Linked DNA regions of Sus scrofa: region 1 is linked to region 2. A link is a contact called in public Hi-C data. All regions are on one chromosome and are shown on one strand. Each heading gives the region's core, a stretch centred on a gene start, on an enhancer-like site or on the middle of the called end of the contact. The rest is flanking DNA. Distances are from core to core; before and after follow the strand shown.

Region 1 (2,700 bases), core at 125-2,624, 1.3 Mb before region 2:
ACCTCTACATACTAACGACTTCAGGTTTTGCTCGCCATTTCGTTTCATCCCCCTCGCTCGGTTTCGGAGAGTGAGGGCGTGAAGTGGCTGCATCTAGAAAGGATAGAAAAACAAAGCTCCCTCTTGGCTGTTTTTTATGGGGGGGGGGTTAATACTGAAAAATTGCTAGACGCCGTAGTTGGTGTTTAAAGAAAAGTTAAATAAGTCAAAGAGATTGAAGGAAGGAACACGGAGAATGAGGAAAACGAATAAAAGCCTTCGGAGGAGCAGACAGGGGTGGGACGCAGCCTCTCCTGTTAAAGGTCCACCTTCATTCCCTTCGCTCGCGGACCCCGCGGACGGCCCTCCGCACCCGCACCCGCACCCGGAGGGGCTTTGCAACCAGAAAAGAGAAACCTCCCCGAAACTTGGGTGCGAGTTCTTTGCCCAGCGGCCGCGATCCCAGCCCAGCTCTCCTTTCGCTTCCCTGGGCACCGCGCGTGCGGGCCAGGATCCCGACCTCTGCGCGGGGAAGCGCTACCCCCGGCACCGGTAGCGAGCGCAGCGCCCAGAGCTCTAGCCCGAGCGGGTGCCAGGCCCCGGCCGGAGGCAGGCGCAGCCCCTCGGGGCGGCTCCGGTCCCCGGGCACGACCGCGTAGCTCCGGCCGCTCGCGCCGCCGCTCCCCGCCGGAGCCCGGCGGGCCAGGGGAGGAAAGTACAAAGGCGGGCGACCGGGCCGCGGAGGGAGGGCGGGCGGCGGGAGGGAGGAGGGGTGGCGGCGGGGGGTTCGGGCGCGCCAGACGCGAGGAGCTCGCCCCTGCCACCCCTGCCCGCCGGCCCGGCCGCCGCAACAAAAGACCCCCGGCCCGCCGCTCCCTCCCGACCACCGGCGGCAAGCGAGGGAGCCGCGCCCCCGGGGCTGCATTACCTGGTCGTAAAGGGTTAAGCAGTCCTGTCAGCCCCAAGTTCATGGTTTGGTTCCAGAGCAAGGCTCACGATGGGGGATCGTCAGAGACCAGGGGGAAAGCCAGCCAAACACACGAAGAGAAAACGCCCAACTCCGACCGGGCTCCGTCCGCGCGAGTCTCTCCTTTCCAGGTGAAAGTCTGAAAGCGGAGGCACGCCAACCAAATCCGTACGGGCGGCAGCTCCGGGGCGGCCGAGCGCCAGCGCCTGCACACATCCAGCGCGGCCGAGGCCAAGCGGGCGGCGGCGACGGGCGGGCGGCCGGGAGGGAGCGCCCAGCCGGCGCTCGCCCGCTGCCTCCGGGCGGCTCCGGCGGCGCGCGGGGCCGCGGGGCACGGCGGGGACCGGAGGGGCGTCCCGGGCGGGCCGGCGAGCGGGCGAGGCGGAGAGGAGCGGCCCGAGCCGCGGCCGCGGCGCGCGGAGCTAAGAGCGAGGCGGCGGCGGCGACAGGACAAAGGAGACCATGTGCGGAGGGGAGGAGGGAGAGGGAGGAGGAGGAGGAGGGCGCGCGGCGGCGGCGGCGGCGGCGGCGGCGGCTTCTCCCCGGCGGCCGCCTCGGGCTCCCCGACTGCCGCTCCCGCCTCTCCAGCAGCACCGCGGGCCGACCAGTCCCGGTCCCGGTCCCGCCGCCACCGCCGCGGCGCTGGAGGAGACGCTCTGGGAGTCTTTATTCGGAGCCGATCTCACTGGCGCGCGGCGCGGGCGGCGCTGCAGCGGCCGGGGCGCCGGGCGGGCTACGCGGGGCCGGCGGCGCCTCCCGGCCGGAGCTCGCGGGCGGACGGGCAGCGCCTAGGGCTGGCTCGGCTCCGGCCCGCGCTCCGCTCGCGGGCGCCTGCCTCTCCCGCCGGCTCGCCGCTCAAGTAAACTCCATCGGCCGCCGGCGCCGCGGGTTCCCTGGCTGGACGGGTGGCGGGAGGGGGCGGCGGCGGCACAGGGGCCCCTCGCTCCGGACTTCGCTCCCCGACTGCGCCGAGCGCGCCTCCTCCAGACGCTCGCAGCTCTCGGAGCGGGACTTCCTCGGCGCGCCGAGCCCGAGCCGCCGGTGCCGCCGCCCCTCCTCCGTCCCGCCCCGCGCGCCCCGCCCCTCGCCGCCCCTCCTCTCGGCCCCGGCGCCGGGTCGGCCCCGCGGGGGCGCAGTCCCCGGGCTCGGCCTCGACAGCTGTCGCTTCCCCCTCCCACCCCCGCGGCTCGGGCCCGAGGTCCCCACGGCCGCCTTCCCGGCGGGCGGGCGCGGCGGGCACTGCCGTGTCCTCCCCGCAGCTGCGGCTTCCACGACTGCGCCGCGGCAGGGAAAGGCCACTAGGCCCACAGGCTGGGGCTGTATTGCCACTAGGCCAGTCACATCTGCAGAGAGCCAGCTCTCAGGGTAGTTGTGATGAGAAATGAGAAAGTAAGTTATGGAAACCACCTGGCACATAGTAGGTGTTCAATAAGTACATTGTTGAAAATGGAGGCGGGGGGGGGGTGCGCAGCCAGAGTCTAGTATTCGAAGAAAGTACTTAATCCAACCTTATCCCCGCCTGGTCAAAGGCTGAACACAGCGGCTCAAGGATACCAGCGCATGAAGTGGCCGTTACAAGTGCCCCTCCCCTTAGTCCTCAAATCCACTGTCATTTATACACCTTCCATCCACAAATGTGGCGCTGGTTGTGACCGCCAGATGCAGGGAAAGGATTAAAGCAAAGCCACAGCCTCACTGAATGCACAATTACTATCATCCTAACATTTACCGTCATGTGTTCTCTAGCGCCCTGT
Region 2 (2,700 bases), core at 93-2,592:
TTTGGCTATTAAAAATGAAGCTGCTGCGGACATTCCTGTATAAGTCTTTATATGGGCATATGCTTCCTATTCTCTGGGGTAAATACATACAAGTGGAATGGCTGGATCATAGGGTGGGTGGATTTTTTTTTTTTTTTTTTTTTTGCTTTTTAGGGCTGCACGTGCAGCATATGGAAGTTCCCAGGCTAGGGGTTGAATTGGAGCTACAGCTGCTGGCCAATGCCACAGCCATAGCAACATCAGATCTGAGCTGTGTCTGTGACCTACACCACAGCTCACGGCAACGGTGGATCCTTAACCCACTGATTAAGGCCAGGGATCGAATCTGCAACCCCATGGTTCCTAGTTGGACTCATTTCTGCTACTCCATGATGGAAACTCCTGGGTAGTGGTAGCTCACCGTGGTTTTAATTTGCATTTTCCTAATGGCTATTCATGTTGAGCATTTATTCATGTGCTTATTTGCCATCCGCATATCTTATTTTTGGTGAAGTGTCTGTTCAGATTGTTTGCCCAGTTTTTAAAATTGGATTATTTTCCTCTTTTTGAATTGTGAGAGTTCTTTATATGTTCTGGGTACAAGTTCTTTGTCAGATATGTGCTTCGCAAATATTTTCTCCTGGTGTGTGGCTTGCTGCTGCTTCTCCTCCCACCCCCCCTCCTGTTCCCTCCCCATTATTATTATTCTTTAAAAATGTCCTCTGAACAGAAGTTTTAATTTTGATGCAAACCAGTTTATCAGTTCTTTTATGGGTTTGTTCTTTTAAGGTGTCATCCTACTTTGATTTTAAGAGGATCCCTCTGACTGCTATGTTGGGAAGAAGGTGAATGGTGGGCAAAGGTGGAAGTGGAGAGACCAGTTAAGAGGCTCCCACAAGAAGACTAGCAGAAGATGACGATGGTTTGAACCGGGGCCGGGGGTGTAGCGGGGGTGATGAGAAGGAGGTTTGGGGGTTTATCTTGAAGACAGAGCCCATGGGATTGGATGTGAGATATGAGATATGAGAGAGAGGGAGCAGTTAAGCAGGCTCCGACTGAGGGCTTGGAAGGATGGCGTTGCTGTTACCTGAGACGGGAAGGCTGTGTGTGGAGCAGGTGAGGACAGAGGCTTGGAGCTGGGTGTTTGACATTTTCAGTTTGAGGTGCCTATTTGGACCTGAGTCTGAGCTCAGTGTGATTCAGCCTCTGGTCGTGCTGGGTTCTGTGTCATCTCCTGACATTTCTCTTCTGAATTTATATCCTTTGCTGCACATGTCACTTCCTTCATTGGAGCTCATATACCAACTGCATAAGTTCTGACTCATGTAGGCAATTGCTCACGATTCAAGCGCAAGACCACAGCCTGGATCGACCTCATTTCTATGCCTCAGCCACACCGATTCTTCCTTGCCTTTCACAGGCCTGTCAGGAAGCAGGCACTGAGAGGGGAGTGACTTTCTACCTGGGCCTTAGGAGTGGGTGGAGATTTTCAGGCCTCACTGACTCTTGGGAGGAAAAGCTGAGGTAGCCCTCTAGCTTTTCCCATCATTACTCTGAAGCCTGTCTCTAAGGTGGTTTGAATTGTTTCCAGTTTATAGATGAAAACCCCCAGGAGCTGGAACTACTGTCTAGCCTGCAGCCATGCTGTCCAAGGGCCCTCCACCGTTGGTGCAGGTCTTTGGACGCAAAAAGACATCCACAGCCGTGGGGCACTGCACACGAGGTAATGGCCTCATCCAAGTGAAAGGGTGGCCCCCGGAGATGATCAAACCACACAGGCTGCAGTACAAGCTTCTGGAACCTTTTCTGCTTCTGGGCAAGGAGTGGTTTGCTGGTGTGCACATCCTCGACTGAGTGAAGGGTGGCGGTCACGTGGCCCAGATTTACGCAACCTGCCAGTCCATCTCCGAAGCCTTGGTGGCCTATTACCAGAAATAACATGGACGAGGCTTCCAAGGAGGAGATCAAAGACATCCCCATCCTGTATGACTCCTGGTAGCTGATCCTCGTTGCTGTGAATCCAGATAGTTTGGAGGTCTTGGTGCCCATGCTTGCTATCAGAAATCTTGCCGATAAGCCCACCACAACTATCAGGGTTCATCTTTATAATAAAAATGTTTGTGGGATTTAAGGTTTCAAAAACAAAACAAAGCAATGACACCAAAAATCCCGGGGTCTAACAGTGGCCAGATCTTTCCAAGCACACTTAATGGTAGATTAATGGTAGATTAAGTCACATGACCAAAGGGGGAGGTAACCACATTCTCCTTGGTCTTTCCCATGAACTTCCTTACTGCAAAGCATCCCTCCTCTGGAATGTTGCTGTTCATTGAGAGTGGATTTGAATCTATTTCCCAACTACCTGGAGATTTGCTTGAGATGCTTCTGAATCTCTTTTAAGGGGGAAAAAAAAGGATAAGGAAGACTGAAAGAAAGACTAACACTAATATATTATTGAGGCCAATAAATGCCTCCTTGGTCCCTCAGACAAGGGAAACAGCGCCATCCTCTGGCCAGTTCCTCACAGCACACATTGTCTCCAGGGGGCACGGGTCCTGAGCTTATTATTTCCGGCGTCCTAGAGGCAGTGATCCCAGATTTAGTTTGAGGCTCCCTCGAAGATGCCAGTTCCTTTTAGGACATTTTTGTATATTCTACATTTGTTTCCCTCCAAATTTCTACTTATTATACTAAAACCAAAATCATTCCAAAAAGAAAAGC

What was found. Hi-C and Micro-C count contacts between places; a contact is called where the count stands out from the background.
Region 1: a contact with region 2 is called in a Hi-C map of embryonic fibroblasts, with 3 times the contacts expected there. The contact joins two enhancer-like sites. A contact is called at or near these places in 3 of 47 Hi-C or Micro-C datasets (embryonic fibroblasts, epiblast stem cells and subcutaneous adipose tissue) and 1 of 2 datasets of contacts at active chromatin or transcription factors (skeletal muscle).

Annotation. Positions count from the first base shown.
Region 1 is chr3:14,700,370-14,703,069 of Sscrofa11.1, reverse strand. The region is part of intron 5 of AUTS2 (AUTS2, activator of transcription and developmental regulator); the gene reads right to left. Among named protein-coding and RNA genes, the nearest start is that of GALNT17, 320 kb to the left of the region's middle. Within about 2 kb of position 1,374, at least 47 of the 83 cell types and tissues checked have an H3K27ac peak or open chromatin away from gene starts, as enhancers often do. A contact at or near this core is called in embryonic fibroblasts, where this site is marked.
Region 2 is chr3:13,413,718-13,416,417 of Sscrofa11.1, reverse strand. It overlaps the pseudogene LOC100514397. Among named protein-coding and RNA genes, the nearest start is that of AUTS2, 150 kb to the left of the region's middle. Within about 2 kb of position 1,342, at least 3 of the 83 cell types and tissues checked have an H3K27ac peak or open chromatin away from gene starts, as enhancers often do. A contact at or near this core is called in embryonic fibroblasts, where this site is marked.